4 separate regions of the Mus musculus genome follow, and all the other regions are linked to region 1. A link is a contact called in public promoter capture Hi-C data. All regions are on one chromosome and are shown on one strand. The core of a region is the stretch at or near the end of the contact, and the rest is flanking DNA. Distances in the headings are between cores, read along the strand shown.

What was found. Promoter capture Hi-C pulls out the DNA fragments that hold promoters and counts their contacts.
Region 2: a promoter capture Hi-C map of pre-B cells shows a contact between it and region 1. The contact joins the promoter of Atm here to the promoter of Zw10 in region 1. A contact is called at or near these places in 2 of 39 promoter capture datasets (liver and pre-B cells).
Region 3: a promoter capture Hi-C map of liver shows a contact between it and region 1, with 6 times the contacts expected there. The contact joins the promoter of Ddx10 here to the promoter of Zw10 in region 1. A contact is called at or near these places in 2 of 39 promoter capture datasets (erythroid cells and liver).
Region 4: a promoter capture Hi-C map of liver shows a contact between it and region 1, with 4 times the contacts expected there. The contact joins the promoter of Rnf214 here to the promoter of Zw10 in region 1. A contact is called at or near these places in 2 of 39 promoter capture datasets (liver and pre-B cells).

The regions. Positions count from the first base shown.
Region 1 is chr9:49,052,892-49,060,891 of GRCm38.p6, reverse strand. It overlaps Zw10 (zw10 kinetochore protein), which reads right to left and starts at 5,311. Exons shown (of 16, transcript NM_012039.2): 1 at 5,105-5,311; 2 at 3,115-3,249; 3 at 221-322; 4 at 1-24. The coding sequence starts at 5,209.
Region 2 is chr9:53,532,845-53,540,844 of GRCm38.p6, reverse strand. Atm (ataxia telangiectasia mutated) reads left to right here and starts at 4,174. Exons shown (of 63, transcript NM_007499.3): 1 at 4,174-4,282; 2 at 6,879-6,980; 3 at 7,073-7,185. The coding sequence starts at 6,909. It overlaps Npat (nuclear protein in the AT region), which reads right to left and starts at 3,798. Exons shown (of 18, transcript NM_001081152.1): 1 at 3,657-3,798. The coding sequence starts at 3,693.
Region 3 is chr9:53,245,469-53,253,468 of GRCm38.p6, reverse strand. Ddx10 (DEAD box helicase 10) reads left to right here and starts at 5,357. Exons shown (of 18, transcript NM_029936.2): 1 at 5,357-5,651. The coding sequence starts at 5,466.
Region 4 is chr9:45,903,869-45,911,868 of GRCm38.p6, reverse strand. Rnf214 (ring finger protein 214) reads left to right here and starts at 4,958. Exons shown (of 14, transcript NM_178709.5): 1 at 4,958-5,517; 2 at 6,950-7,063. The coding sequence starts at 6,957. It overlaps Pcsk7 (proprotein convertase subtilisin/kexin type 7), which reads right to left and starts at 5,300. Exons shown (of 17, transcript NM_008794.2): 1 at 4,830-5,300; 2 at 3,218-3,341; 3 at 2,133-2,609; 4 at 1,360-1,494; 5 at 620-785. The coding sequence starts at 2,597.

The DNA.
Region 1 (8,000 bases), core at 4,062-6,561:
ATACTCTTCAATAGCAGAGGAAAACTGAAAAGGAAACCCCTCGGTTAGCAGGCATCCAAACGTCTATGTCTGTTTTAAACATCAGCTTGTAAGTGTGAAAACACCGATCTGTCAGGGAGCGTCAGAACAATTAGAAGAGAGACAGCCTCCTCCTCCTCCTCCTCCTCCTCCTCCTCCTCCTCACCACCTTAACACGGCGGCGCCAGCTGGGCTTCATTACCTCTTGGAGTTGTTTGAGCAGAGTTAGGACTACAGAGTCTCTTTCCAGCTGCTGCTTCAGGTTTGTAAACTCAACAGTTGATATGTGAAGATCCCGACAGACCTAATTTATACAACAAAAGGGTAAGGACTTTCAGGCATTACCACATCAAAGGAATAAAACATGGATAGCCTATCACTAAACCTTAGTTCCCCAGTGGAATGTATGTTGAAATTTAAACACAGTTCTGACAGAAATAAAAGCACAGAAGATGACTAGGAGAGACTGGACCCTGGTTCAAAGTCTTACCCTATCTATACAAGAATGCCATTCTCAGGTCAATGAGACAGATGCTCAATGGGTAAGGCTCTTTCACCCATTCACTCACCAAGCCAGATGACCTGAGTTTTAGTGGCAAGAATCTGACACACAAAACAAATAGACAAAAATCAACAATCTCATCAACACCAACTGTCAAGTCACCTTCTCTTCTTTTTTCTGTTTGAGACAATCCAGCCCTGGCTAGCCCGGCACTCACTACACAGACCAGGCTGATCTCAAACTCGAGGAGATGGGCCTGCCTCTGCCTCATCACCTCCCCTAACACAAGCAGCTGTCTTTTTAAGTAGAGCTCGTCACTTGGATTACTAGAGAGACATCCACAGCGGCAAGTGATTGTGATTCTTATTTTAATGTTGAAGGAAACCTCACTTCTCACTCTACTCTCCCAAGGCCCACGCATCATTCATTTTCTCCCTTCTGTGTCTTACACTCCCCGTATCTCATTCTTTATTCATTCATGAAGTAAGGAATTAGACACCCAGGCATGGAAGGTGCCTCACACCAGATTTAAATATGTTGAATTTTTCCCACCTTGGTAAACAGTCCCTCCACTTGAGCAAGCACCTGACTTCCCTCCTCTTTCCCACCTTGGTAAACAGTCCCTCCACTTGAGCAAGCACCTGACTTCCCTCCTCCTTCCCACAAATAAGCTTTTTCTTTTTCTTGTTTTTTATTAGGTATTTTCCTCAATTACATTTCCAATGCTATCCCAAAAGTCCCCCATACCCTCCCCCCCACTTCCCTACCCACCCACTCCCACTTCTTGGCCCTGGCGTTCCCCTGTACTGAGGCATATAAAGTTTGCAAGACCAATGGGACTCTCTTTCCACTGATGGCCGACTAGGCCATCTTCTGCTACATATGCAGCTAGAGACAGGAGCTCCGGGGTACTGGTTAGTTCATATTGTTGTTCCACCTATAGGGTTGCAGATTCCTTCAGCTCCTTGGGTACTTTCTCTAGCTCCTCCATTGGGGGCCCTGTGATCCATCCAATAGCTGACTGTGAACATCCACTTCTGTGTTTGCTAGGCCCCAATAACCTTTTTCTAACAGTGACACAGTGTCTTAACTCCTGACGCCAGTCAGTCCACATCTTACTGTTAGGAAGGTTTTAGTCCCCCCCATCCCCATCCCACCCACCGTCTATCAAAACCGTCCTCGTCAAAACACTGCAGTTCTCTGCTCCATCAAAGCCTATCGCCAATACCAAGCTAACACTCCTACTCTCCTTCCTCCTCCCTCTCCCTCTTCCACAGTCCCATTCTCTAGTGATTTTCCTTACTTCTCTAAAATACCTGGCCATGTCTGGAGACAGTTTTTGATTGCCGCCACACTGAAGGAGGGCTGACATCTAGTGAATAACAGCCAGGGAGAAGAGCAGCTACAGTGTATAGGACAGAATCACTCAGCCTAAAATTTCAAGAGCCAAGGGTCTAGATGTGTTCCATTGACCAGACAGCTTGAGCCTCAGTTATCCTTGGCTCCTAAAGCATACCACATCTCCATCTTGTAGATGTAAAGCACTAGGCCACAGAGCATGGCAGGACAGGGAGAGCGAGAGTCCTCTGCAAGTTCATGCTAAGCAGAAGAGCCATGGTGAATAACACAAGCCACTTCATAAACAGCCGAATTCAAGAGAGACTGTTCTGACACTTAAACGTCCGGGACCAACTGCAGATCTAAGAGAATGCTATTAAAAGATGAAAGGGTGGTTGCAACGAGTGGCACAAGCCTCCAGTCTCTAATTTTAGCTTCTGGGGATGAGGAAGCTGGAGCATTGCAAACGCAGGCCAGCATGGGCTACACGGTGAACTCCAGGGCGACCGAGTTGCACAAAAAGGCCTTGGGGGGGGGGGGGGGGAAGCATTCTAACATGAAAGACCAAATTCTAAGCATTTTCATATGAAAATATTGAAAATTTAATTTAAAAAATTCCATTCAGCCTGGAGAGATGGCTCAGCAGTTAAGAGCACTTATCACTCTTCCAAAGGTCCTGAGTTCAAGTCCCAGCAACCACATGGTGGCTCACAACCATCTGTAATAGGATCCGATGTCCTCTTCTGGTGTGTCTGAAGACAGTGACCATGTATTCACATACATAAAATAAATAAATCTTAAAAAAAAATAATCCGGGCTGGTGAGATGGCTCAGTGGGTAAGAGCACCCGACTGCTCTTCCGAAGGTCCGGAGTTCAAATCCCAGCAACCACATGGTGGCTCACAACCATCCGTAACGAGATCTGACTCCCTCTTCTGGAGTGTCTGAAGACAGCTACAGTGTACTTACATATAATCAATAAATAAATCTTTAAAAAAAAAAAATAATCCATCTAAATGTAAGACATTATTATCTTCACTAGGAGAAAAGTTAATAAGTGGTGTGACTGAGTTTGAGAAATATTTCTAATTTAGAACTGAAGTCACCCTACCATCATTTAGTTCAACCTCAATTTACCAACAAGGAAAGGAAGATCCTGAAATGTTTCACAGGATAGCCTTGGAAAACAAGAGGTTATTAATATGATGCCTCCCCTAAGAAACCTAAGTTTACCCGATACAACAATCTCTGCTTACCTCAGTCTCTATCCTGGATTTCAGCTGGTCGATGTCGTTAGATAGAGTGTCCACCTGGGTAACTAGGGCCTGCGCACTCTGCATGGTAGGCAGGAACTCACTGTACTTCTTGCTGATCATATTGCATACTTCACCCTAGAATACAAGACAGGAAGTGCATGACGATGAAATGAATCAGGAACCTCATTAAAATACACAGCCTCTTCCAATGTTACAACTTTATCAAGTTACCCACAGCCATGGGTTTCCTTTAAAAACATTCCATTCATCTGTAAAATGTAGGAAGCCAATTCCCAACCCCCAAGGATGGGCAAGATCTTGTACAGAACAGACTCCGGAAATGAGAAAGATGGAGTCAAACATTTCACAGTAAACTGTATCATACTTTGTCCACAAATTTTAATCATCTACCTAATTACACATAGAAATACATAATTTATATAGCTTAATTTACTAATTTCCATCTTCTGGGTTACAAAATTTTCATTTTAAAACTTCTCAAATGATAAGAGGGCTAGGGAGATGCCTCCAATGGTAAAGGTGCTTGCCACCAAGCTTGATGACCGAAGTTCAACTCCCGGGACCCACACTGTAAAACCAAAGAACTGACTCCCACAAGCTGTCCTCTGACCTCCACACCCACACTACCACACACATGCGCCCACAGACATACACACATGAATAAAATAAATTTTTATAAAGGATTGAGTCTTGTTATCTCCCTTAATTCAAAGCAACTTAATATCTTCTTGAACACGCTGCACGATGTAAATTATGCTTGCCCATAAACTAATTCCTTTTATGTAGGAAAGATACTATTCTCCAAACTGGCCAAAAAACGGGGCTGAAGTGTAATACTTCAGCAGTTACAAAGCATCCCAGTACAAAAGAGAAGACTCAGGAGAAAAGTCAGGCATTTGTTTTATGCAGGAGGCTACAACTGAGATGGAAGAGGTGTGTGTGTGTGTATGTGTGTGTGTGTGTGTGTGTGTAGAAATACATTTAAAGTGGTAAAAAGCTGGAGGTGCAAGGACTATGCCTGCTTGAGGCACAGAAAGTAGTTCTCAGTTGACTGAAGATTCAAACTTATGTATGAAACAAATACTAGTGCAATGTCCTCATCCTAGATCATTAAAAAACAAAAAACCGTAAGCCACACTACAGAAATGCCAGTGGCATGAATACATAAAATTAAGAACTCTAACATCAAAAATTGTTAGGAGCGGGTGGGATGGTGGAGACCTTCCATTTCAGCACTCGGGAGGCAGAGGCAGGCGAATTTCTGTGAGTTCGACACCAGCCAGTTCTACAAAGCTTGAATCCAGGACAACGAGGGCTATTACACGGAGAAACCCTGTCTAGGAAAAAAAAAAGAAAAGAAAAGAAAGAAAGAAAAAAAGAAGAAGAAGAAAGTTGTTAGGTAGCGCCTACCAAGTCCAGACTTAGTGAGGTACACGTCATTTTCAAAGAAAGCCACTGAAGACCTGGCTTGCCAGGTAGCACTAATACGAAGTAAAACTATGGCTGTGAGTTGCATATTCATGCCGGTACCAGCTCATCAGCCCTCAGCATGCCTCAAGTTCCGTGCGTGAAGTAATACTTTTATAAACATATTCAACCAGTTAAAAGAAAATCCGAGGAGAACGACGCGACTTTCCTAGAATTATTACATCCATCCATAAATGAAGGAGTGGGTAGAGATGACAGATAGGGCGGCTGTCCTGTCCTAAGTGGACATCCGGGCTTCCAGTCCCACCTCCGGCTCCGCAGGTTTCTTCAGTCTTCTCCATCAGCGGCTCACTTTTGCCCAACTTGGCCCCACTCCCCACCACTAAACAGCCACGGCCTTTCCTCCTCACAATCCCAGGCCCTGGTCTCCAACCGCTCTGCGGCCGTGCTCCAAACAGCCCCCCAACACTTCTGAGCCTCCAACTCAGGAGGCTCCGCACCCGGCTCTCCCCAGCGGCAGCAGCCTGTGGCCCGCCCTCACCTTGATCTCCTCCACCCGCCGGGTCAGGCGGCTGATCCTGGTGCCCAGATCCTCCTTCTCCAGGCTCCCCGAGTGGGCCAAGACTTCTGTCACGAAAGAGGCCATCGCCACGAAGCGTACCCACACAAACAGGATAGGTCAACCCCGCTGCCAGCGCCGCAGCTCCGGTCCCGCCAGCGGCCTCACCGCAGGGCCTGCCGGGAAACTGAGTTCTACGGGGTCCGGCGCTCGCGCACAGGAGAGGGTCACACTACAGTTCCCAGGAGGCCTCGCGCCGTCAGGCGTCCGCTGTTTCAGTGGCGTCTAGAAGGCACCAAAGTGCGCAGGCGTCATCTGCTCCCTACAGGTTTTCAAACGCCAGTCTGTTCCCGCCGGTTTTTTTCTTCTTGTATTTTGGGTAGGGTTGGGTTGGTTTCGCTAGAAACTGCGGAATGTTTCAGGTAATAATCCTTTATGGCCCTCCCTATACTCAGTAATCTCAGGTTTTCCTGTGAGATTATCTAGCTCGATACTTACAGAATCATCTCGATCTTTTTTGTTATTCATTCATTGGGCTCAGCAGCTAAGTCTACCCGAATTTTGCCCTCTGGAATTGTGCGAGAGAGTGACATAAGTGAAAGGATCCCCACAATTGCACCTTTCTAATAGTGTTTGTTAATAGTGCCTCATATTAAGTATATTGATACATGGATATGGTACAAATTTATACTTAGTGTAACGGTCCTGTAAGTGCTACAGACATTCTTTTATAAAACCTTCTTTCTAAGATACGTATGAATGTTTTGGCTGTGTCCATGGAAGTCAGAAGCAGGCAAGTAAGTCCAGTCCCTGAAACTGGACTTACAGATGACATGAGCCACCATGTGGATGCTGGGAATTGAGTCCTGGTCCTGAGTAAGGGCAACGAGTGCTTCTAGCCACCGGGCAATCCCCTAGAACAAGATTCTTATCACTTCCTATCAGAGATTACAAATAAATTTCACCAAAGGCTTTTTATCGTTGTTTAATTTTAAAGTTTTCAGTGATTTTTTTGGCTCTGTTTTGAGACGTGGTTTCTGTAGCCCTGGAAGGCATCAAATTCATAGCTATCTTCCTGCCTCAGCCTCCTGTATACAGGAATTATACACTTATTCCACTATGTCCAGCTAGCCATAGCTTTTTAGAACTATTTCATTGTTGAAGGTCAAAAGAGTGTTCCGCGAAGATGAGATCACTCGTTCACTTTGCAAAACAGGCTGACCTGAAAGACAGCCACTGGGCATTATTACCAACGTGACACTCTTTGTAGGAGAGGGATGCGTGCTGTAAGAGCATCCTTGTCCCCTTTATACACTTTTTGTTACTTGACCAGCAGAGCAAGCAAGTGTTTTACATAGCCAAATGGAATGCCATTAGTGCAGCAATACCATAAAGTATAAAATTAACAGAGACAAGGGTGCAGATACAGGTAATTCAATCAGTAGGGATTTAGAACAGATGTTATCTGTCTCCAGCATCCTTCCTGGAGCAGGCAATAAAACCAATAAACAAGATGTTTATTATACAAATGTCATCTTTTCTCTTGCTAATTTACCCTTTGTCCTTTTTTATCGTTGATGGCAGGGAAAATTCTTGCACTGAGAGCTTGACCTTTAACATTCTTCAACTGAGAGATCACTTAGTAGTTAAGAGAACTAGCCTTGTGGAGGACCCGGGTTCCAGTCCTATGTGAGGCAGCTCAAAAACACCTGTAATTTCAATTCGAGGGAATCCAATGTCTTCATTCGACCTCTGAGGGTTCCTGTACATATATGATGCACATATATACACTGAGACACATACATATAAAAGAATTACTAAAAATAATAAAATCGTCTCATTATTGGTATGTATTGCATACTTGGAGATATTCACACAGTATAGTATGATCCTTTTTTTCTAAGAAAATAAAATAGAGGTGCAGGCCATACATGGTCACACACAACTTTGGATTCAAGCTTTCAGCACTGAGGAGGCAAAGACAGGCGAATATCTGAGTTTGAGGTGAACCTGGTCTACTAGTGAGTGCCAAGCCTGCAGGGCTACAAAGACCTTGTCTCAAAAACTAAAGTGTGTGTTTAGGGTATGTGTGGTGTGTGATGTGTGTGTGTGTGTGTGTGTGTGTGTGTGTGTGTGTGTGTGTGTGGTGTCCTCTGGGTGGACTTTAATGGCTTATGCTGTTTCTTCGCATCCTTTTCTCTGCTTTCTGTTGTTCTGCAATAAACATGTACTGCTTTGATGAAAGCATCTTTCATTCTTTAAAAGGAGTCTTATGAGAGAGGACCTTAGGTAGATCCCGACTCCCAAGGTCCATTGCAACATTGGGTCCCTAAACCAATCAAGCTCATCCTAATAGAGCATAGGACAGGTAGTTCCTGTTCCATGGGGGAAGAGAAAGAATCTTGGGTTGAGAAAGCTTGTGCTCTAAGGTGGCCAGGCTGTCCTTGGAAAGCAGTTTTGCGTGGAGTCCTCTCAGCCTTACTTTAAATACTTGAAATGTTGCAAACAATAAATGCCCAATGACAAAAAAAAAATAATAATCCACAGATGACATTTCTGAAAACCTGCACTGTGCCTTCACTGAGGAATACTATGTGGCGAGTTCTGTACTAGGTCTGGAGCCCCGGTCACGTGACTTAATGATCACAAAAAACAACACAGTAGCTATTTTCAAAATAAGCAAGGGAGGGAAAAGACAGAGTGGGGAAGATTCATTAGGGGAAATTACAAAATTACAAATAATTTTGTGATTTTGCTTTTGGAGGGAGCTCATACAAATAACAAGCCCCAATGCTTAATTATTTCTTAGGAAAATGCAAAGACCCGGGAAATCCTGGGCGGGAGAGATGACTCCGCAGTTAAGGCACTGACTGCTCTT
Region 2 (8,000 bases), core at 2,925-5,424, 4.5 Mb before region 1:
ATTTGTTTGGGGACCATGCCTAGTATGAGCGCTGCATAAAAGAATAGTTAATAAGCTTCAAATGAAAAGACAAAATGGTTAAGAACCAGAAAACTGGACTGGAGAGATGGCTCATCAGTCAAGAGTGTATATTACTCTTCCACGGACCCGAGTATGATTCCTGGCACCCACTCAAGGTGGTTCACAACTGCCTGCAAATCCAGCTCCAAGAAATCTAATATCTCTGGGCTCCACAAAACCAAAATGTGGTGTGCATTCATGCACACACATACACACAGAGATTTAAAAATAAAGTAACACAAACATGAAACACTTCAAGTGTCAGCAGTGAGTGTAGGTATTATTCAAGATGTAGAATGATTACAATTGCATCCTGGTAAATGTTTATTATATCATTGTCTTCAATATAAAAGAAAATAAAACCAATGGCTCCCGATCTCTTAAGAATATGCCAGTATTAGTTCTTTTTGCCCTTAAACCAGTTCTTTATTTTCTAGGACTCTATTTTGGAAGCTAGACTTCAAGCAGGCAGTTACCCGGTTCACCTATCACGGCTTCCGGCTACGGTTCTAAAAGGGGAAGGGCTTGTATCAGACTGGAATTCAGAAGGAAGAAGCCTTATTCCCTGATTGTCTCACGAATCTTTGCTCTGACTACAGACAGTCCCTTAGGAGACAAGACTTCAGTTTCATCTTCCACATAGTTGTCTCTGGGATGCTGTATAACGCCCTGTCTCCAGGATTAGCATGGCTTCCTGCTGTGCTGAGTTCCTTCATCCCATAAGCTAAGAAGCTTTGGCACCACCTGTGTAACCAAGTCCTTCATTAAATCCTATCACATTAAACATAGGACTTAGTTTCTGTTTTCTGAATGGACACCAACTCATACAGAAACTAACCTAGTTATGAAATTGAAAAAAAATCTGAACCCTTCAATCGTAAAAGTGCTCCTTTTATACATAGAACTTAACATTTTTGAAGTTCCTAAGAACTCTGAAACTTGAATCCAAAAATTCTTGTTTGAATAGAGAATACTGATTAAGAAAGTTTCAGTTTAGTAAGAAGAAAGAAAATTTAGAGGTAGACAGTAGTAACTAATACTACAGAACCATAAACTTAAAAATAGCTGTAATTATCAATTTTGTTATGTGTACCTCACCAAGAAAATCTCTTATCCACCAACAAAGTTACTTTAATAGGACAGTGGCTACTGAAAGAACTTTCTGATATCACATTTAACTTGAACCTTTAATACAAGGAACACAGGGGGAAAGGAATATACTATTTCAAAAAATGTAAGTACTTTAGTATACTGTAGCCTAGCGCAAATATTGAAAAGATGAGGCTGGGTAGAAACCAGCTCCACAGAGCACTTCCTATGACATATTAGTAAAAGCCAAACTGATGACCTAGAGGCAGCAAGCAATGTATCTTGGTCTCTACAAGAGTTTGAAAAATTCCATCGAGGCAATAAATAGCTGGCTGAGTAGAGAACACTTAGGTGAATAATTCAGTGCAGTAAGCTGAAGAGTTAGAGGAACGTGAACTAGTAAAGCTACTAAGTAACAGGCGGTTTTACTAGTAATCTCCTGGGTGACACAGGGCACTGGACAATGTGAGAGGGAGTTGAGAAAAATGTTTTGGTATTAAAGGGTAAAAAAAATAAAGAAAGAAAGAAGTGAATGTTAAGTAAAATTACTTTTCCTCTTATGCTTAAAAATCTGGCAGTGTTTGGAACAAGACAACAGAACAACCAACAACAAAGACCATATGCAATCAAGAAAGAGGGGCTAAAGATGGTAAGGGGGTACCACAGAAGGACCCTGAGCAAGCAATAAACCTGTAGATAGAAGTGTGTGTGTGTGTGTGTGTGTGTGTGTGTGTGTGTGTAAAGATAGTACTAAATCACAGAACTGAAAATAGTGGGAGGCTTTTTTTGTATTCCAAGTTCAAAAGAGGTTCAATTTTTAGATGCTTCAGCAATATTTGCAACCCGAGTATACATGAATTGCAAGTAGAGTATGAGGAAAGGCATCACAATTCCAAAACAGAATGGGAGGCATGCTGGAATTCATGGCACTGAAAGCAGAATCTGAACAACAAAGATGATTTTAAGGATGAAAAGCAACAACTTGAGTTTCTAGGCATCAAGAGAATAAGTTACCTTGTTAGTGGGGCAGAAACATAATTATTCCAATTAGAAAGGCCCTGTCATTTCCTTAAGGTTTTCTTAACAAGGCAGGACTTTCTCTTCAGGGGATATGCTGACAGTATATAAAGCCCCTCCCCACCCCCTTTCTTACATGAAGGAATGACATCCTACTTGTATCTAATGAAATCAGGGTTGCTATTAAGCATCCCATAAAATCTGAGGAAAGAAAACATGGAAAAATCCTCATAAAAATTATCCACTTTTCAATGTTCATACTACCAAACTCCAAAAGCCACTTTTGAGGCTATGATCATGGAATTTTATATGGATCACAAGACTGCTAAAAGTCGCAGTTCTTACCTAAACAATACGTATAGGTGGGGAGAAAAAAAATCATGTGAGTCTACTTTTAACCAATTTTGTATGAGCCTAATTTTAAAATTACAAGAAAGCTAAGTTTAAAAATCACAGGTATAAATTTAACTATCCAAGTCTGATGAAGATGAAAACATTCAAAACACTAGTTTTTGTATTTAAGTTTCTCAAAAAATGGACAGTAGAATCGTACAGAGCCTCTTAAATAAGTCCTGCCTAATGTGCAATTTTTATTTTTTGGACAGGGCTGGGCACAAAGCAAATGTTCGTAACGGCTGTGGAAACTATGGAATGAGTCCTCATACTTCGACCACTTTCTTTTAGAGATGTCCCAAATAACGTTTCAAAGTCACTGTCCAGTTTTGAGCCTAAGAGGCTCTTGTTCCCTACAGAACAATCCCTTTTATTCTTTCACAGGACAAACAACGAAAACAGTCTTTTCCAGAGACAGTATCTCCCGACCAACCAGTGGTCTATGAACAAACCCTTTTCGAAAATGGAGGAAAACGAGGGCTAGAACGTGTGCAACCAGAAGTCAGTCGTCGTACCTCCTAAATATTTGCTCAAGAACACGACACGCTGCCGTTCTGAAATATGCAATTGGCGTTTCAAGCCACTATGGTGGGCCAGGGGTGTGGGGCCCTCCCTGTGTCCCAAATTCCCAGTGCTAAGGTCGGGTTATGGGTAAGGGCGTCGGAAAGTCTTTCCACAAGGCTGGGCGGCCGGGGAAGCGGGGGTCCCCCCGCCTTTTCCTTTATCAGTCCCGGCTCTTGACAAGGGAAAGGGTAGGGGACACGCAGCCTCGTCCATCACGCAGGCGACACTCCTTCAGGTGTCCCAGCGGGCCTGGCTGTGCCTCGGAATCCAGGCCCCAGGTGTTCCCCGCCGAGCTTCTTTCTCCCTTCGGCTGCCCCCATCGCGCAGCAGGAGGAGAAGGGACATCCCTACACCGAGGAGCTTCGACTGTCCCAAGGCGCCGAGGGACCGAGCCTCTCCGCTAGTCTGAACTTGGACGGGAGCAGACCACTCCTCAGAGCTTCCCCACCCCGAGCAGCCCTCCCCCTCAGCCCCTGGTCTTTCCGTCCCCTCAGCCCGGGTCCGATCACCCGCCCTCCCAGGCCGCCGCTTACCCAATACCAGCCTGGCTACATCCGAGGGTAACAGCATGATCCGAGCTGCACAGGGAGCGGCCTGAAGGGACGAGACTCAACTCAAAGCAAACACGGCGACAGCCCCGGCGCCGCCGCATCTCCCGGTTCCACTGGAGGTGCTGAACCCGCGGCAATTTGTCCCGCCTCTTTCGTGCCACACTAACCAATCGCTTCCGCGGGAGACAGAAAGGCGCCGAAATGAAACCCGCCTCCGTTCTCCTCGGAACCGTCGTCATTTCCGTCTGCGGAGGGTTGTGGCCAGAGAGGACCTGGTGGCCGGCTGTGGGAGCGTCGGCCCCTGGGCGGAGTTGCGGGAGCGAGGGCAATCGCCATTGGTGCGCACTGCGCAGGCGCGTTTCCTCAGGCCGGGAGACTGTTTTGAGGGGAGCGAGTGTTTTGAGTTGGAGAGCGCGTGATGCCTACGCGCAAGCGCAGTCGTGCGGCGGCGCATGCCGACTTCTTCCTTTGGGGCACCCGTGCCTTACCAACTTGCTGCTTTATAGAGCCGGAAGCGGGAAGGCGTGCGTACAGAACCAGCTGCTAGATCCGTGCACGCGGGAAAAGGCGAAGCGACCTGGGTTTGCATTGGCAGGCAGAATGCAGCGGTAGGAGCGAGGGACGAACGCTCGGGGACTTCTGTGAGGGGAAAATTCTCTTCTGAGCCCATCTTTCCTCAGCTTCCGAATGGCTCTTACCCCTTCTCTGCAGAACGGCCGTCATCTTCTCCCTCTTTCTGCAGACCCTAGATGGAGTGAGCCTAAATCTTCCCTTCTGCACGTCCCTCTTTCCTATCTGTCATCTTAAGGGTTCTGGTCGATCTAGATTTTTTAAATCTCATACTTTAGTCTCAGAGCGTTTATTTATATTTAAGCTACAGGTTTGCACATGTTCGTAGTTAAGAGCACTGGCCCTTGGAAATCACAGTCTCGTATTCTCATTGTCAGTTGTATTGCCTGTGTTGTCTGTAGTAGGTAAGTGGCAGCCACTCTGAGCCTTTGAAAATGTTTAACCTGCGCTCCTTCCCCGGTCCCACCCCCGCCACCTGGCACAGATAAGTAGACAGCTACTTTTTCAAAGCGACAATGTGATAGGAAAAACTGTGTTAGCCGAGGAAGGACTGGTTCTGTGGAAACTGAGCCTGAAAGAATCGACTTTGCTGCTAGATCTTGCCGGGTGTAAATTCTTCTGCAAGATGGTAGCGAAGCTTTCAGACAGAAGGAAGTGCATGGAAAGGCACAAAGTGTAACGAGCTCTTGTTATTGAGTGATACAGATTTTGCAAGTTTCCAGTGTATTGAAGCCAGAGGAAGGGATGAGAGCAAGAAGAGGAGGAAAAAAACAGTCATCAAATAGATTTATAAAGCGATCGTAAGAGAAGACAGTAACAGGATGACAGTTATACTGAATATTTGCTGTGTGTGTGTGTGTGTGTGAGAGAGAGAGAGAGAGAGAGAGAAAGAGAGAGAGAGAGAGAGAGAAAGAGTGAGATAGTAAGAGAGAGAAAGAGAAAGTAGGTGTGTGGTGGGGGAGAGGGAAACAGAAACGGAAACGAACTCCTTAAAGTAGATACTGGTATCATTTTCTCATCTAGCATCCAGAAAACAGGTGCCAGTTTAACCAACATGTTGCAGGTTGGATAACTGTTAATTGAATGGACCTGGATCCGAACAATACAGCCTGACCATAGAACCCACCCTTTTGCAACCCAGGCTAGCCCCTAACTCACAATTGTGCTGCCTGAGCCTCCCCTAGGCCTGCAATACCTGACTGAGCCCCAGTGCTTTTTACCACTAGCCAAGACTAACATGCCACAGGTGGGGTTATTTCTGGGAAGGGGAGATGTAATTATTGTCAAAATGCATCAACTTGACTGAACCCTCAAAAGGAAGATTTGATTTGTCTGTTCAGGGGCTGTTGCTTAGGAAGCTTTTTTAGTTGAATGTTGGGAGCTGAACTATGTTACTTGTTTTAATGTCTCAGCATTTGTTCACTTGATAGCTCTCTTCATCTAGTTGGATAGCTTTGGTTCTGCCACCCACCACTATTTGGTTGGTTGGTTTGTTTGTTTTTGAGTCAGGGTTTCTCTGTTGCCCTGGCTGTCCTGGAACTCTTTCTGTAGACCAGGCTAGCCTTGAATTCAACAGATCTACCTGCCTCTCTCTCTTTCCTTCCCTCCCCCTCCTCCCTCCCTCCCCTACTCCCTCTCCCTCCCTCCCTTCCTCTCCCTCTCCTCTCCCTCACTGCCCCCCCCTTTCTGCCTCTTTCTGCCATTCAGTTCATTCAGATCTTGCATTTACTTAATTCATAACAATTTAATCTAAATGATAAACTGTTGTAATTTGGGGGGGGGTATGAGCTTCTTTAGCTCAGTGTGGCATTGATCTCACTGAGGGTGACCTTAAACTTCTATCCTCCTTTCTTTACCTTCCCACTGGTATTGGGATTACACTAATGTGCTGTGGCACTCTCTGTTCTCTTCTTTTGTTTTCTACTGTATTTTGATTTCCTTTGAGGCATAAGTTGCAACTTGGAACTATGGATTAATACTTGTATCATCACCATTGTCACCAGATGTCTCCAAGAGGGTAGGCTGTGTATCAGTATGGTTCAGTTATTTTCTAGCTGTCCATAGCATGCCTAACCTGATACACTGTACATGTGAAACAAATATTGTTTGCTGTTATCAATGAATGTTTTCCTTTTTTTTTTTTTTTGTTTTTTGAGACAGGGTTTCTCTGTGAAGCCCTGGCTGCCTTGGAACTCACTTTGTAGACCAAGCTGGCCTCGAACTCAGAAATCCGCCTGCCTCTGCCTCCCAAGTGCTGGGATTAAAGGCGTGTGCCACCACGCCCAGCGAATGTTTTCCTTTTATAGAGATAATACTGAACTGTTTCATTTTATTCAAAATAATAGATTACCATGCTAGGCAAAGCACACATTTGAGAATTAGAGCCTAATTTTGATATACTTTAAGAAAATGTCCTATAGAAATGTTAAGAAAAATTATTGTGCCTTTGATCACAGTGTGCCTCTGCATGTATAGTTAGGTTTAAATGTGTAGTTAATGTCTAAAATAGTTACGTACAGGTCTAAAGTACAGCTTACTGGCACATCACATGTTTAGTATGCTTAAAGCACCAAGCCAGTCCTTAGCAAAAAAAAAAAAAAAAAATCAATGAAATTTGTATATTTCTTTTTACAGGTGAGGATGCATGTTCTGAAATCTTAAACCATGAGTCTAGCACTCAATGATCTGCTCATTTGCTGCCGGCAGTTAGAGCATGACAGAGCTACAGAAAGAAGGGTAATATAGTATTTGAAGTTGTTTTTCTTGAAGCAAATGTGTGATAGGTAACATAGTATGTTATTATTATTATTATGTTTTTTTATTTTCAGAAAGAAGTGGATAAATTTAAGCGCCTGATTCAGGATCCTGAAACAGTTCAACATTTAGATAGGCATTCTGATTCCAAACAAGGAAAATATCTGAATTGGGATGCTGTTTTCAGGTATCCTCTTTGAACTTGTGTTTCTTTTTCTGTTTTGTGATGCCATTTTACTCTTTAATTTTGTTTGCTGTATATCATTATGTGTTACATAGGAAGTTGACCCTTAGTGGTTATCTGAAAGTTTTAAAAACATACATAACACTGGAAGGTTTATGTCATTTCTTTGATAGAATATTTTAGATGTATATCCTGTAACAACAAGAAAGATGCATCAGGGTGCTGGCGAGATGGCTCGGAGGGTAAGAGCACTGACTGCTCTTCCTAAGGTCCTGGCTCACAACTACCTGTAATGAGATCTGACACCCTCTTCTGGCATGTCTGAAGACAGCTACAGTGTACTTATGTATAAAATAAATAAATCTATGGGCCGGAGCTAGCAGGGATGAGCTAGTGGGGCCGACCAGAGTGAGCAGAGGTTCTAAAAATTCAATTCCCAACAACCTCATGAAGGCTCACAACCATCTGTTCAGTTATAGTGTACCCATATACATAAAGTAAATAAATAATAACTAAATTGTTTTAAGAAAACAAGAGGCATCATAGGATTCCTGTCATACTGCTTTCTTGAGGCTGAGGCAGGAGGCCAGGCCAGTCTGGCTTTCATAGTGAGTTCTTGTCCTATCTGGTCTATATAGGGAAACTCTGTCTCAAATAGAGCAAAAACAACATGAGGATTCTGTTCATTTTTACTATAAGAATCTGTTTCAAATTTGTTTTAAACATAAGTTACAGTAGCTGGGCGATGGTAGCACTCTGGAGATGAGGTGGGCAAATCTCTGAATTCTAGGCCTGCCTGAGCCATAAAAGTTCCAGGA
Region 3 (8,000 bases), core at 4,108-6,607, 4.2 Mb before region 1:
TATACTATTCATCTCCTACATGGCTCTATCTAAACTCACTAACTTGATAAACTCACTAACTTGGCTTCACTCTGGCTAAGTCCAGAATCTCACTGAGAAAAAAATCCTGAAGAAGTTTTTGAGGGAAGTCGAGGATCTGGCATTATCTGAGTGTCTCTAAGTGGGAGGAAATCCTTAGGCTGCTAGGAGTTTGCTATTGTCACCTGCTGCTGCTGATACCCACATAAGTTTTTATATAACACTAGTAAGTGGAGATACCTTTGCTAAGAATATCAATATTATTTATAGATCATATGAATTAAAATCATGTGGATCATATGGATATGTCTTTTCATATGTTAATATTCCAGAGGCTTGTCAATGTTAGTGACAGTAAACATGAACTGATATGAATTATTTTCTTAATTATAATTGGATTCACGATTAGGATCTGTTTGAATTTCTTTTAGACAATCTGTTCACTAAACACATAATCCCCTAGACACAACTAAATGGGAAGAGGAAATAGGATGCATGCATTGATTTTCCCTGAGTGCCTCTGGCTTTCTCTGAGCTCATGGAAAGGTCTTACTGTGCAGGTTCCTTTAAAAAACACTTTTCCTTAATACAAAAAAATTTAATTCAACAAAAGTTGCTGGACTACCTGGACTACATCCTGTAAACCAAGCTAATCAATCCCCTTTAAAATATATATGCATATACGTTTATTCTATCAGTTCCGCTCTTTTCCAGAATCTTGATTAATATAATAAGTTCTAATAGATGTTTTTCTTTTTCTTTTCTTTTAAAATTTTGTTTGTTTCCAAATGGGGTTTTTCTGTGTAGTTCTGCCTGTCTTGGAACTAGCTTTGTAGACCAAGCTGGCCTCAAACTCAGATATCCTCCTGCCTTTGCCTCCTGAGTGCTGGGATTAAAGGCATGTGATATTACCACCCAGCTTAAAAGATATTTTTCAAAGTGAATATATGGAGTTCTGAGAAGAAAAGGGTTTTATTTAGAGAGTGGTTAAACTTTTAACATCATTACCATTTGTTAAACATTATGTATTGCTTAATTATCTTAAATAAGTATTATTAGACTTGTGGATTTCTTTCTTTCTTTCTTTTTTTATGTTTTAGAGCTTTATTGTAGAAAGGCAGGGGGAAAGGGATAAGGTAGAAAGAGGGAGAGAGGCCGGCCATAGCCACGTGGAGAGAGGGGAAAGAGAGAGAGGGAAGGAGGGCTAAAGAGTAAGAAAGGTGAGAGCTTAAAGAGCAGATTGTGGATTTCTAAAACCCAACTCAAGTCAGGTGTCATAAGACAGGTAGGAGATACAGGCAGGAGGATGAAGAGTTCAAAGCCAGCCTGGATTACTTGAGAACCTGTTTCAAGAAACAAAGTCCAAACAAACAACATGTAATGCCTTCTTCTCCATAGGGGACACACTGTACATCCTTAGGAACGTCCAAAGCCATGGGTAATTCCAAACTGTGTAGACATCACCAGGTACGTGGGCCACAAGTCTGCCTTCAGAGTTTCCTTGTATTAAAAAAAAATCAAGAGATAGAAATTGATAAAGTGAAATAGATTTCTTTGCAGTTTGGTTCAACCAAGGAGACACAGGCTTCTAGCTTCTCTCTCTTTTCCTATGACAGTGTTATAATTTTACAGAACAAAAATGAAATAAGGAGAAAATTTGTGTTCTTGTCCTCTGTCTGTGAGGTAAGCTGTCAGGGCTCAGCTGCTTGAGATTGGTCCTCCTTTGGCCTCTCTCTCAGCACGTGAGAGCCACCAAGTTTTATGATCCATGCTACACTACTTCATATATAGCATGCTTACCCTATACACTCAGACCTCTGATTCAGTGTAACACATAGATTAGACACAGTAATTACTAATCAAACAGAACAGTTATAACAATGTACTGAAATAAAGTTCCATGGTTCTACTATATGGGAGAATCAAGACAAATATTAATTATTTTTGGACTGCAGTTGACTGTTGGTTAAAAAAAATCACAGAAAACAAAATGATGGGTGGAGGGGGCCCTTGTATTTATGTGAACATAGATGTTATTCTGCAGATTTTTTTTGAGGGGTGGACTAAGATTCTTAAACCTGATACCTTAGTTTTTCCTATATGTTTTTTCAAGTGTTTTCTTGTTTTGCTTTTTGAGACAAGGTCTTGAATAGCTTTAGCTGATCTTGCCCTTGGCATGTATCCAAGGATAATCTTAAAGTCCCAACGGCCCCTACCTATATCGTCTGAGTTCTGGGATTACAGGTGTGCACTGTGATGTCTAATGTTTATTAGACATCTTGTGATGTCTAATGTTATTCAATGTTGGGGACTGGACTCAGGATCTTGTGTATGATAAGCAAGCACTCTGAATTGCATCTCCAGCCAGTTTTTTTTTTTTAATATTTTAAATAAGGAATCAGAGACTGGTAAAGGAAAAACCAGGCAGAAGAAGATCCAGGATCTGTTTACCTTCCCTGGAACAATGTTATAGAAAAACAAACAAACAAACAAACAGTCAGGAAATATGCAGCTGTCTATTTAACTGTGAGGTAAGTGTCAGAACTCTGAAATCTTTTAAAAAGAGATTTATTTATTTATTTATTTATTTATAAGTGCATGTGACCTACTGATTCTATTTAGTATTGCTCATCTGTGCATGTGTTTGGGGCCGACCACTTGGGATTGGATGACCTATTCAGGGGCTTGTTCCTAAAGAAAACTGATTCTCCTCTCTTTCTCAGCAGCTATTCATTTCCTGTAGCTCTGCCTCTAGTGGCAGGGACTTGTGGAATTTCCCCATCTATGGTGGCATGTCTACTGGTGTTGTCATTATGCAGGGGTTTTTCAACCAACAACATTATTGAGATTTCATAGATCCAATTTCCCTTCCATGTCTAGAAATCATGATCCTGAAGTCCATGTCCTGATCTGGTGGCTTGTACAGTCTTTCTTCTTCCTTGTTTACTTCTTGTTTTTGTTTGTTTGTTTTTTGTTTTTCTGCAATACTGTTCCAGGAAAGGTAAATAAAAATTAGGATTTTCTCCTCCATGGTTTTTCTTTTACAGTTTCTGATTGCTTATTCAAAATATAGGGAAATTGACTGGAGATGCAGCTCAGCCTATAGGGTGCTTGTCCAGCATACCCAAGATCCTGGGTCTAGTCCCCAACACTGAAGAGAGGGTAGAATCCATCTCTTGCCTTAGTCATTGTTGATGCCCTTATCTAACTTGTCTTGTAATTTTCCCCGAGCTTTATATGTGAAGTTGCATTGTAGATGTATCAACAGGGGAAAGCCCTCCCCCTTTAAAAGCAAACAAATAAACAGGCAAAAAGCTGGATAATGGCAGTTCACCCTTGGATGTCTTCTGTTGGGCAGCTCTGGCTTACCATCTTTACTCTGTTCTCAGGACCTCTGCCTCCTTATCAGGATTTAATGAACTGTTCTACTTTTGAACTCACTTGTCCACTGTTTCTGTCTGACTGGGTTTCATTGGTAGGATCTGTGGGATAAGAACTCGATGTTGGTCTCTGATTTTGAGAGCTCCAACATTTGTTGATTTTTCTGGCACCTTTGCATCAATACCAAGTCCTCCTGAGTTTATTGGCTAGACAGTTATAGCCCTCAAAGAGAATATCCCAGTCACACTACAGGGGAGGGGTTCCTGAGGAGCTGAGAGATACATTTTTTTTTTTCATCAGTGGTGGAGCTGCCTAACATTGCTCATACTTTAAAAAGAAATCTCAATGGTCTGGATAATTATACTCATTGGTTCTCTAAGGGGTAGAATCCATTCCTTGCTTTAGTCATTGTTGGTGCCCTATTTCACTTGCCCTTGGAAAAGTTCACAAGACACATGGTGTTTGTGTGTGTGTGTGTGTGTGTGCATGTGTGAGTGCATTTAAAAAGTATAGTGATAGCAGGGTTTGGTGGCACACACCTTTAATCCCAGCACTTGGGAGGCACTTGGGAGGCAGAGGGATTTCTTAGTTCGAGGCCAGCCTGGTCTACAAAGTGAGTTCCAGGACAGCTATACAGAGAAACCCTGTCTCGAAAAACAAAACAAAACAAAACAAAAAAAGTGTAGTGATGGAAAATATGAAAAAAAATCTTGGTTTAACTTATAGCTATAGTCATAGTCGTGGAAATAAACATTTACTTAACTTAAAAATCATTATAGCTGGGCAGTGGTGGCACACGCCTTTAATCCCAGCACTTGGGAGGCAGAGGTAGGTGGATTTCTGAGTTCGAGGCCAGCCTGGTCTACAGAGTGAGTTCCAGAACAGCCAGTGCTACACAGAGAAACCCTGTCTTGAAAAAAAAAATCACTATAAAATATACAATGTGAATATTCAGTTAAGGCCACCCAGTTGTTAAAACTGAGAGTAAATGTGATGGTTTGAATAAGAATGATTTCCATAGGCTCATATATTTGGAGTCACAGTTTCAAAACTTTGGAGTTTCAAAAGTCCATGCCAGGCACAGTGTCGCTGTTCATGCGTGCGTACGTGCGTGTGCGTGCGCACGCAGGTGTGTGTGTGTGTGTCTGTGTGTCTGTGTCCTGCCTATGGATCAGGATGCAGCTCTTAGGTACTGCTCCAGTGCCCACCTGGATGCTGGCATGCCTTCCCTGTCATGATGATAATGGACTAAACCTGTGAAACTGTAAGCCAGCCCAGTTAAATGATGCTTCTTTCTATAAAAGTTGCCTTGGTCATGGTGTCTCTTCACAGTAATAGTTCAGTGACTAACACAGTAATCATCTCAGGGTTTGGTTTTTGTTTTGTTTTGTTTTGTTTGTTTTTGACACTTTGTAAGATAAATGGTGATTGATGTTTAGGATGCTCTCCAGAGGCATCTTTACGATGTCTATGTGTAAGTGTATTTTTCTGTATTATGTAACTTTTTGTTAATTGAAAAGTTTGCTTTAAAGCATTTTGAGTCAACACGGTGGCATTTAACTGAAATTAGAGTATTCAGGAGGCAGGTGAATTCTTATAAATTTGAGGCCAGTCTGATCTACAAAGTAACTACGACCTACATACTCTATAACGTATAGCAGTGTACTCGCGAATGTTGGGCACACTTGAATCCAGAGTAAATGAAAAGCAGTACTTTACGCTGAGTATGACTTCACCATACTAGCAATAAGCAGTGTACTTGCGCTGTTTCCGGAAGCCCCAAGCACTCTCGGAAGCAGTGGAGCACGCCCAGTTCCTCCGTGCACGCTTTCCCCTGGCGTCTTAAGATCGCCCCGCCCAGCGGAAGCCAAATCACCAATCATCGTCCGCGCATTGCCTGTCGTCATTAATGTGTGCCCACTCTCCCCAGCTTGGGGGCGGGTTCCCGGACTTGCGCGTGCGCCCCTGCGCCTTCTCCACACGCTGGTTTCGCGTCTTCCGTGCTGTGCCTTGAGGAGCGAGGAGGCTCCCGTGTAGCGGCGTCGTGGGTCCTGGCAGCCCCCGCCATGGGCAAAACGGTTGCTTCTCTGGGTCAGGGAACCCGACCCGACCCGGTGCGGAGCTTTAATCGCTGGAAGAAAAAACACAGCCACAGGCAGCACCAAAAGAAGGAGCGGAGGAAGCAGCTAAAGAAGCCGGAATGGCAGGTCGAGCGCGAGGGGATCAGCCGCCTCATGCAAAACTACGAGAAGGTGAGGTGGGCTCGGGGCACGTTCGGCGGGGCTCTGGGGAGCGAGGGTGGGTGCAGCCCGGAGGTGTTGCCGCTGTGGTGGACTTAGGGTCAGGGTGGTGTGGGAAAGGGGCGGACCCGGCCAACGGGGCCTCACTAGTGGTCTGTTGGGTGTCGCTACCCAGGTCTGACTCTTCTACTTTCCGCAGTGCTGGGAAAAGTGATAGAAATGCGGTGACACTCCGGGTAGGGACATGTGGTGCAGCAGTGGTGACAGAACAGAGAGGCAATAGTGACCGCTGTGGAAAGAACCTAGCGGATGGAGTGAGAGCCTTCAGTAGAGTGCTAGCCCAACACGCAGGAAGTCCTGGGTTCAATCCCCAGCTCCACATAAACCGGGCACATATTGAGCACTAAGGAGGTGGAGGCAGGGGGATCAGAGGTGCAAAGTCATCCAAGGCTTTATAGCAAGTTCGAGGTCAGTCAGTGATACGTGAAACTTGGTCTCAAAAATGAAATAAATAAGCTAAAATCTGGAGTGATGTAAGAAAACGCTGTTGTTCGTGGGAAATGTTTAAAATAATAGAAATATCTTTAAGTACTCTCCATGTTTTATATTCTTTGCCCCTATCTTGAGGTGTGGATGGATCCTAGTAGTCCATTTAACGGATAAGAACTGTAGAGTTTGGAGAGGATAAGAAACTGGCCCTAATTTCCCACATCTAGTAGTGTGGAATTGGAACCTAGACCTGTGTCTGTTTCCACAGCTCTCGATCTTTAAGTTGGGAATTGGCTCTGTCCCTTAGCATCATCTTTTGTTCTTTGTCTCATTGTCTTCATGGTTTTCACCAAGAATCAGTGGAAAGACAATGGAATGTGTTTGCCTCTTCCTGACATCAGCATCTTGTAGCCAGTGTTCCTAGATGAGTAGTCTCATAGTTAACACTTAGACAAGCTGGCGTGTTTTCCTGCCCTAGGTGTCTGCCCCTTAGGAATGTTACTTCTATCCATCCTCTTAAAACCCATATTTTCCAGCATTCATCTACCTTTCTCACCTTTCCAGTGAATGCCACCTTTCTAGTTTGGGATTTAATAGGTAGAATCATCCTGGAATTAAAAGTCATTACTTGCTATCTTGTAGCTTAAACAGCAACAGCAACAGCGACAACTAGATAAACTGTTCAGAGTTGGCAACATTTAAGAATTAGTTGGGGTTTTGACTTCAGATAATTTGATTCGGATTTGGCTCACCAGCTATATGACTTTGGTTACTTTTCTTACACTATTCACACCCTCCCCCCTTATTTTAAAAGGCTTAGTAGTAGTACCTGCCTCATAAGTTGTGAGGAATTAAGATAAAGTGTGGAAAACATTATTCACAATGCCTGTCATATAGAAAAAAGACAAATTAAAAAAGAGGCTATTATTAACAAATTGCTTTTGGATTTTGTTTTGAACTGTGACTAGAATTGCTTGGAGAATGTAGCCTTAGCCTGTGCTTGGTTTACTTCCGTGGAGCTGTGACTCCTTGTTTTGTTCTACCCAGAACTTTTCTGAGTTCATATCCTTATTTCTGCCTATGCTGAATGTCTTAGTTAGGGTTTTACTGCTGTGAATGAACACCATGACCAAGGCAACTCTTATAAGGACAACATTTAATTGGGCCTGGCTTACAGGTTCAGAGGTTCAGTCCATTATCATCAAAATGGGAACATGCAGCATCCAGGCAGGCATGGTGCAGGCAAGCTGAGAGTTCTACATCTTCATCTGTAGGCTGCTGGCTGAATACTGGCTTCCAGGCAGCTAGAATGAGGGTCTGAAAGCCCATACTCACAGTGACACACCTACTCCAATAGGGCCACTCCTTTTAATAGTGCTACTCCCTGTGCCAAGCTTATACAAAGCATCACATTCTACTCCCTGGCCTCCATCGGCTTGTTAAAACGTATGAGTCTATGAGTACTTGGTCGTAGCATAATAAAGAAGTACATTTGGTCCCATTTCCAAAGTCCCCATAGTTTATAGCAGTGTCAACAATTTAGTCCAAGTTCAAGGTCTATTCTGAGATTCATCCAATCACTTAACTCTAATCCCCAAAGAAAGACAGGAAACCAGCTGGGCAAACTCCAAACTCTGCATCTCATGTCTGATGTTAAAGTGGTCTTTAGATCTCAACTCATTTTCATTTATATTGATTGCAGTAAAGTTCTTTCTCCTGGGCTGGTTCCACTCTCTGTTAGCAACTTTCCTCTGCAGATATCCCACGGCTCTGGCATTTTTAACATCTTTGGGTCTCCAAGGCAACTTCAACATCACAGCTTCTTGTTTCAGTGTCTGGGATCTATACATGATGTTCTGGACTCCTCCAAAG
Region 4 (8,000 bases), core at 3,709-6,208, 3.1 Mb after region 1:
CCCTGCTGGAAAAGACCAGGGTGACAGCCAGCCTGTAGAGACCATAGGCTCCCAGGATTCAGGAGTGCCCATCCTTTCCCCTTGACCCACAAGACTGGGAGATGAGGAACCATATAACTACCTCTCTTAAAAGCCAGACAACTAAGCTCTCTTAAGAGAATGGAGAGCAGGGGACTGGAGCAGTGGGGCTGAGAGAGCAGCCTCCATAGATGTGGAGTTGTGGAAGGCAAACTATGAGGAGGCACTTGATAACATATGAAAACAGCAGCAGAGCACAGTCAACTCGAAGGAAGAGTCAGTGACGTGGGTCAGTGGTGAGCAGAGCCATGATCAGAAACAGAAGAGAGACTTGAGCAGGGGCAGCCTGGGACCTATAGCCCACAATATGAGCCTTTGCACACTTACCTGTTTTCTACTGTACAATAAATACTGTTGTTAAAAGCCCATGTGACATACCACAGCCCTGAAAAGTCAATGAGCTAATTAACTTGCTATGCTCTTACTCCTCACTTTAGGCTACAAACACTGAGGGTATGAAAATGAAACTTCAGAATGGGGAAGGTAGAGAATGATCACTGTGTCCCAAGAGCTTCCCAGAGATAGGAGAAGCATGAGTTACCTGCTATTCGGCTCCCGTAGGCCACACCCACTGCACAGAAGCTGTTGTTGGGCACAGCTGCAATTTCTCCTGCACACCGGGTCCCATGGTGGTTACCATTCTCCTCATCAGGGTGGGGCATGGGATCTGGGTCATTAGAGTTGAGGTCATAACTTCCCTCTGGACTCTGAAACATTGAAGGGTCAACAAATGGTTACTTACTGGTTAGGAGGAGTCAGTTCCTAACATCAGGGAGAATAGGAACTGGAAGTTTCCACTCCCAAATCAGGGTAGCACACCCACTGCCTCGAGCAAACCAAGGTTATAAGGTAAGAGCCAAGGACACTGGAGGGAAGCTGAGAGGGCAGGGTTGTTTTGTTTTGTTTGTTTTTAATCAAGCTTTTCTCCTGGCTGGTATAGTACTATGCCTGCTGCTTGAGGGGAGCCCAGGGTAAAAGATTTCAGACTTTCTAAAGGTCACACCTTAGCCAGAGGTTTTCAGAACCTCTAAAGAGAAAGTAGTTGCCTATAGGGCCATTCCCTGCTCCCCTCCCAGGAAAGCAGCAACAACAGGATGCAGGAATTAATGCTATAGACCAAAGTCAACTTCCGGGCCTTAACCGCAAGTCTGGAAAGCTGACTGAGAAAGGAGGCAGAACACTATCCCCTCCCAGGCTGTCTGCTTTGGCTCAGTGCCTTCTAGGAAAGGGAACAAAAGGGAAGGAGCAGGGTGGCAGCAGGGCTCACTTCAGGCCACTCACGTAGTTGGGTGCGATGTCCTGGACGGTGTGTTCCACTCCGTCATCCACCACCACCACTGTCACCCCACGCCCAGTTACATTTCGCTCCCACACACCTGTCACATTGATGTCTCTTCCTGGGCTCCGCCGATTATTCTGTAGAAGACAGAAATCAACCGACATACAGCTCAGTCCAGAGAGACAAGTTAAAGCTACCCCTTTCCTTGGCTTTTATTAAAGAGCCAAACAGAGGCTACAGACCAACAGGTTAGTGGGGAACAGAGTCCAGATGGGCACATGAGAGTCCTGTCCCTCCGATCGATTCTTGGTCTCACTTGTAGGCAACTCAAGGACAAAGTGGTAGCTAGGGCTAATTGGTAATTATTATGCAGTAAAGTTTGCAATCAGCCAATACACAACAGGGTTCCCCATGAGTAAGACACTTTTCTAAATGCTTCACATATACACTTACTTGTTTTAACAGTAACTCCATGAAATATGCACTGCTACAACCTCCATTTTACAAGTGGGGCACAGAGGGGTATAGTTCAGCCAAAGGTACATGCTAGAAAGTGGAAGGCTAGAACAGGAGTGCAGTAGACTAGCTGCAGTTGAGTGCATACACCCTCAGCACTGCCCTGCTCTTCACAGCAGACAGGGAAGGTATGGACTAAGAGCAAACTATATTCCCAATCCACAGACATGCCCCCTTCAGTATAAGTACAGGGGAGTGGGAGAAAGCCTCAGTCAAAAGCACACTAGAGAAGGCCCTGTCTATCTGAGGCTGTACTTACCAGGTGCCACTGTTGAGGGTACTTGGGATCATTGAAGTGGATACTGCGCTTGGCCCTCTTCAGCAGCGTTTGCTCCGAGTGCCAGCGCACAGCTTCATGCCTGGCTAACACAGCCTCTGCCTGTTGCCGCATGGCCTCCACCTCCATGGCTTGCCTATGCCCAGTAGGCTGGACAAAGAGGTAGTGCCCCTGGAGTTCTCCAATGCGCCCAGCATTCACAAGCCCTGCTGCCTGGGCCACAGCATCGGCCTGTTGCGTCAGACTCTCTTCCTTCCTCTCACCTTCTAGGCTGTCCAGATGTACGGCCCAGCTCAGCCCCCCTGTGCCCAAGATGTCAAGCCCACCTGCCTCTGATAGGCCCATGACCTGGGGAACCAGAAAGAAGATGGCTAATTCCAGCCAGAGGCAGATGGGCAGGCCCAGGTGGGCATCCAAGTGTGGGACTTTCTGCCTCCCTTTCGGCATCAGAACAGCAGGCTGCAAACAAAGGAAAAAGAATCAGCAAAAAAAGGCCAGCAGCTATAGGAAACTCAGAGAGTGACTAGGTCCATCAGTGTGTTCCCCTTGGGAAGCCCAACACGCCTCTTTCAAGTGGTTAGTCACTTGATATTCATAGTCTCTTTCCCTCCCCTACCAAGTACATTTGTCCCTAAGCAAAATGTTAACCCCCAGGTAGAGTATGAGCCAGGGCTAACCCCAGTGGATGACTCCTACAGCACAATGGCCCATCCCTTGGTGCCCCCAATAGCCTGGCATCATCCAGGTGCTTGCTTTGGGCTGCTCATTCAGTTACTCCAAGTACATATCACTCCCATGACTGACAACATCAGGACCCCTCCTCCTCCTCCTCCTTCTCTTCCTCCTTCTTTTTTAAAAACATGATCTCACTATGTAGCTCTCTCTGGCTGTCCTGGAACTCACTATGTAGACCATCAGGCTGGCCTCAAATTCACTGAGATCCACCAGTGTCTACCTGGGATTACAGGCATGAGCCATCACACCCAGCTCTATCTCCCTCTTATTTACAGACAACATAAGTCTTTTTCCCAGTGGACTTCTATCTCCCATTGTGGAGCCATTCCTACCTGGGCTCTCTGTGAAGTTTAGGTCCTGGCCTGGGTAACCATACCACACTCATCTTGTGAAAATGGAGGGAGATGTCACCTTCACTGTGAGCAGTGAGTGTCGACTGGGAACACAGCTGCAGACCTGTGGACCCCAAGTACAGAAACAACAACAAAAAGGTGTCCCACTAAAGCCAGCAAAGCAGAAACTAAAGTGAAGGCCAGGCCTGACCAGTGACCAGTGTTAAATGTCATTTCCAGGGATCTAAAACAGGCCACAGACTAGGAGACATTCATCACAATAAGGCCACACCAATACAGAACCCAGATACCCCACTTCTTAACCTATCATGTTATTTTCATTTGCTTCTTTAAGGGCTTAGCAAGACCTAACTGTCAATCAGGGAGAAAGCCAGATAATGGAAATAAAATGTAGTATAAGTGCATGTGGGTAACTGGGAGAGAGGAAATGACTGGCAAGAAGGACTAAGGAGCTGGCCCCGTCTCACCAAGTTGGATTTTCAGTGAGGGCACAGGCTCCAGCCCTGTCTTCAACCACTCAAAGGGGAAAAAACCCCACCAAATTAGAACTTTCGAGCAACTGTGGGGGCAGGAACAAGGCACATGTGGGGTCTTGAGCTCATTTAAAACTCACTACTGTCTACCAAGCCCACACTGCAGCAGTCTTGGTGTCCAGACATACACTTGGATGGTACCGACTTAAAACATTCTGGAAAGACTGTTTTACCAAAGACTCCTTGGACCTCCCTTCCTCTGTATACCAGGCTGGCCTGGAACTCAAGAGAGCCAGCCTGCTTCCGCTTCCAGAGTGCTGGGATAACAAAGGTGTGTGCCACCAACATCCGGCTTAAACAAGCTTTCTTTATATAATAAAGGTTGGCTGAGAACTCTTGCTTCCACCCCTTTACTGCTGTTATTATAGGTGTGGGCCACCATGTCCTTAAGTTCCATGGCATATTTCCTATTACATTCTTCCTGCCCCTGGGGCTGCTTCAATTTGGCCCAAGATACCCAGGTGTCTTCCCTAGTCTGCATATAAGTAAATCCAAAGTCTGGTTTGATAGCAGCCATCCACTCAGGCAGGCTCCTACAATCTCTGTAGGTTCCAACAGAGATTTCTGGAAGAGAAACCGAGTTTTGTTTTTGTTTTGTTTTGTTTGTTTGTTTGTTTTTTTCTCCCTGTGGTCCAGAGGCACAGCAGCACTTATTCTCAGACCTCTGAGCAAGAAATCTTAAGCACTTTCTGAAAATAGACTCCCATCACCCTCAACTAAGGTAGACGGGCACCTTTCCTGCTCAAGATTCTGCTCTTAAACCACCGTCCTTCAAGCCCCGCCTCCCCACTCACAGGAACCAGGGTCTGTACAGAGTGAGTTTTCTGATGCCCCCACTCCCACGCGGACTCAGCTGCTCCGTGCAATGTGCCTCTCTCTCCTTAGGACCGATGCTGTCCGGAACCTACGACCCGGAGACCCGGTCCCTCTGGGGTCGCCCACGCCAGGACCCAAGGTGCCCTCAGCGAAGGACCTCCTCCGCAGACGCCGACCAGCCCCGGTCCATGGTCCCCCGTATATCCGAGGTCCAGCCTCCACTACATTTCTTCCCGACTCACCCACAGCCTCTGTTGCTACTGTCGCTGCTGCTGCTGCCGCCGCAGCCCCCACCCTACGGAAACTCTCGGCTTCCCCGGAGCCGGAGGCGCCACTGACAGCGACATCACTTCCGCCCGGCGCCGCAGCCAATCAGCGGCTGGGCCTGCGGCCTCTTGACCAGCGGGCCGAGCTCCGGGCGCTCCGCCGACAGCTTCTGTCACAGGCCCGTGAGGGCTGTGGGAGTTCCGGCGCCTCGAATCCTCGTGTCCTCCGCCACAGGACCCCCTCCGCCACAGGGCCCTCGTCCTTCATGGCGTCCTCTGTAAGGACCATCCCGGTTCCGACCTCTAAACACCCCTCGCGGCTCTTCTCCGTCGGACTGCCATAGCCTTGACTCTTCCCCATAAACTCCTCAGAGAGGCTCTCGCCTCCATCCGGCCGCCGTCTCTCTGGCCCGCGTGTCCCTCGGGCTCCGCTTGGGTCTCAGGGCTGGTCCCCTCAGCGGCTCCGTTGTCCGGTCGCTGTCCGCGCCTGCCGCCAGAGGGCGCCGTCGGTGGCGGCCGCTCACCCCGCGGGTTCCGCTCCTCTCGCCGCCCCGGCCTCGCCCCCTTGCGCTCGCGCCGCCGGAAGTGGGAGGTGCCGCGCGCGGGCCAGCGCTCGACCCCTCCCCCAGGCTTGGCCGCCCCCTCCCCCGCTCCGCCCGCTCAGGTGCGTCCCTTCCCTCCCCCCCGCTTGGCTCCCCGGGGGCGCGGCGCGGGAGGTGTGTGCGGGGCGGCGCGCGCGGGTCGGGACGGCGGGACTAGGGGGGCGCGGCGGAGGAGGAGGGGGCGGCGGGGAGGGGGCGGCGGGGACAGGGGCGGGAGCCCGGCCTGGGAGTGGGACGGGAGCTGGCGGCCGGTGAGGACGGAGGGGAAGGGGTGGAGGTGGCGCTGGCCAGTGCCAAGGGCCAGCGTAGCGGCAGCTCCCTGTGAAGAGTGGCGGTGACCACCCGGCGCAGCTTCCCCCCATTGTCCCCTTCTGCGTCGCCGCCTGACTGGTGACCATCACTGCCTTGCGGGATTCCCTTGGGCACACTGGGCTCTTGAGCCAGATGTGCGACCCCACCCCCCATCCCTCTCGTTTGGGGCTCTAGCTGCGGAGTTTCACGTATGACCCTTGCCCTAAGGTTTTCGTTTACTGGGCATCGGTGACCCAGACCTTGTTCCCTGTTGGAGGCAATGATCTCGACCCTATTGTAGGCAGACTGATTGCATCCGAGATGCAATAATGGCGTTTCAGGGCCCATTTTCACCTAGGAGCTTTTTATTATGAGAGGAAACTGAGGCACTGAGCTGTGACTATTGATTCAGCCCGACTCGGTATCTGCTCTTGTGCATTCTTCTGGGTTCAGAGATATTCTATTCATGGGATGCTGTCAAAATAAAAGCAGGAATGGGAACTAATCCTACTTTTACCACCTAGTTTTTCTTGTTACCATAGAAGGCCGAGTTTATTTTGCAGCAAAAAAGATGCTCTTAAAAATAAAAATGTAAAAAACCGTCTTCTTGGGTTCCCTTACTTGAGTTACCATGTTTTTCAACATCTCCCTTTTCTCCTGGAGTAACTGAGTAGTAGCCTGTGACTCAATGGTAACTTGTTAGTGGGGCGTTGGCAGATACCAGACATTCCCATCTGTAGGAAAGGAATACTGTCAGGCTAAAAGACACCCCACAGAGATGGTCCGGGGTGACTTGTTCTTGGAAACACCTCACATAAACCCTATCACTTAAATTAATAGAGAATGCTTTGACTGCAACAGCCAAAAGGGATTTAAACATATTATTGAATCTTGGCCAAAAAGGTCAACTTTAATAAATGGAGGTAGGTATGTGGACCATTCAGAAAATTCTTATCAGATTATCGTCTGTTTGGAATGACTGCATTTCTGTCCAGAACAAAAGTAGTCTGCCTTATGTTTATGTGTATGACAGCGCCTGAGGGCAGTGCTGACTGGGACTTATGGCCGGAAGTGGCTCTTTTATTGCCCTCCTGCAGAATACTCTTTCTTAGGTGTTTGGAGGAACTGACACAGTGGGCATTATGCAGAGGAAAGCTTTCAGCTTTGTCACCTGTGTCCTTTGGTTTGTTTCTGAATGTCCAGAGTGCAGATGGCGGCCTCTGAGGTAGCTGGCCTTGGGGCCGGTACCCCGAGTCCTTCGGAATCTTCTGCTTTGTGTGCATCCAAGTCCGATGAATCTCTCCCAGATGGCCTAAGGTAACTTGCAGACTCTTGAGGAGAAAGCTTACTTGGGTAAGGGGCTTTTGGGATGGGCTTCTGAGCATCTCTTCTTTCCTCTTTGGAGGTCTAGTGACATTTCTGCAGATTAAGGGTTTTTTCCCTCCTTCAGATTAATTTTTCTTTTTAAGTAGAGACTGCTTGGTTTTTGTACGGTATCCTACATGTCAACTGATACCTAGGTAGGCATGCTAGGTTAAGACAGTTATCAACACATCATAAATGTATATATTTCCTTGATTTATCCTATACCAACTCTTTGTTCATTTAACTATTCTTGTGTGTCATGCTCTTTTTTTTTTCTTGTTTTAGACAAGGTCTCCCTTTGTAGCTCTGGCTGGCCTAGAATTCACTGTGTAGACCAGGCTTAACTCAAACTCAGAGCCATCCACCTCTGTTTCCTGATTACTGGGATTAAAGGGATAAACTACTATGTGTGTCCATACTCTTGTCTTTACAAATGATCATTTATTATATATTATGTGTGATGGGGTGGGGAGGTGTGTGTACATTTGGAGGCCAAGAGGACAGCTTTGTGGAGTTGCTACTTTCCTATTATGTGGGTTCTTGGCATCAAACTCACGTTACCAAGTATTTGTGGAAAAACCTTTTTCTCCCGAGCCATTTACTGATTTACAAGATACTTGGTTATATAGGTAGATATACAAAATACCAACATAATCACATATGTGTATCTATTCATATTTATATCTGTTAATATATCTTAATGCTTACTGCTTCATATATATTATGCCTTTAATTAAAATGTATTCTTTTTTCTTCCATCCACATTCGTTTTATTATATGAATTAATTTATTTTTTCTTCCTGAGACAGGGTCTCACTATGTAGCTCTGGTTGACCTGGAGCTGACTGTGTAGACAAGGCTGACCTTAAACTTACAGAGATCCATCTGA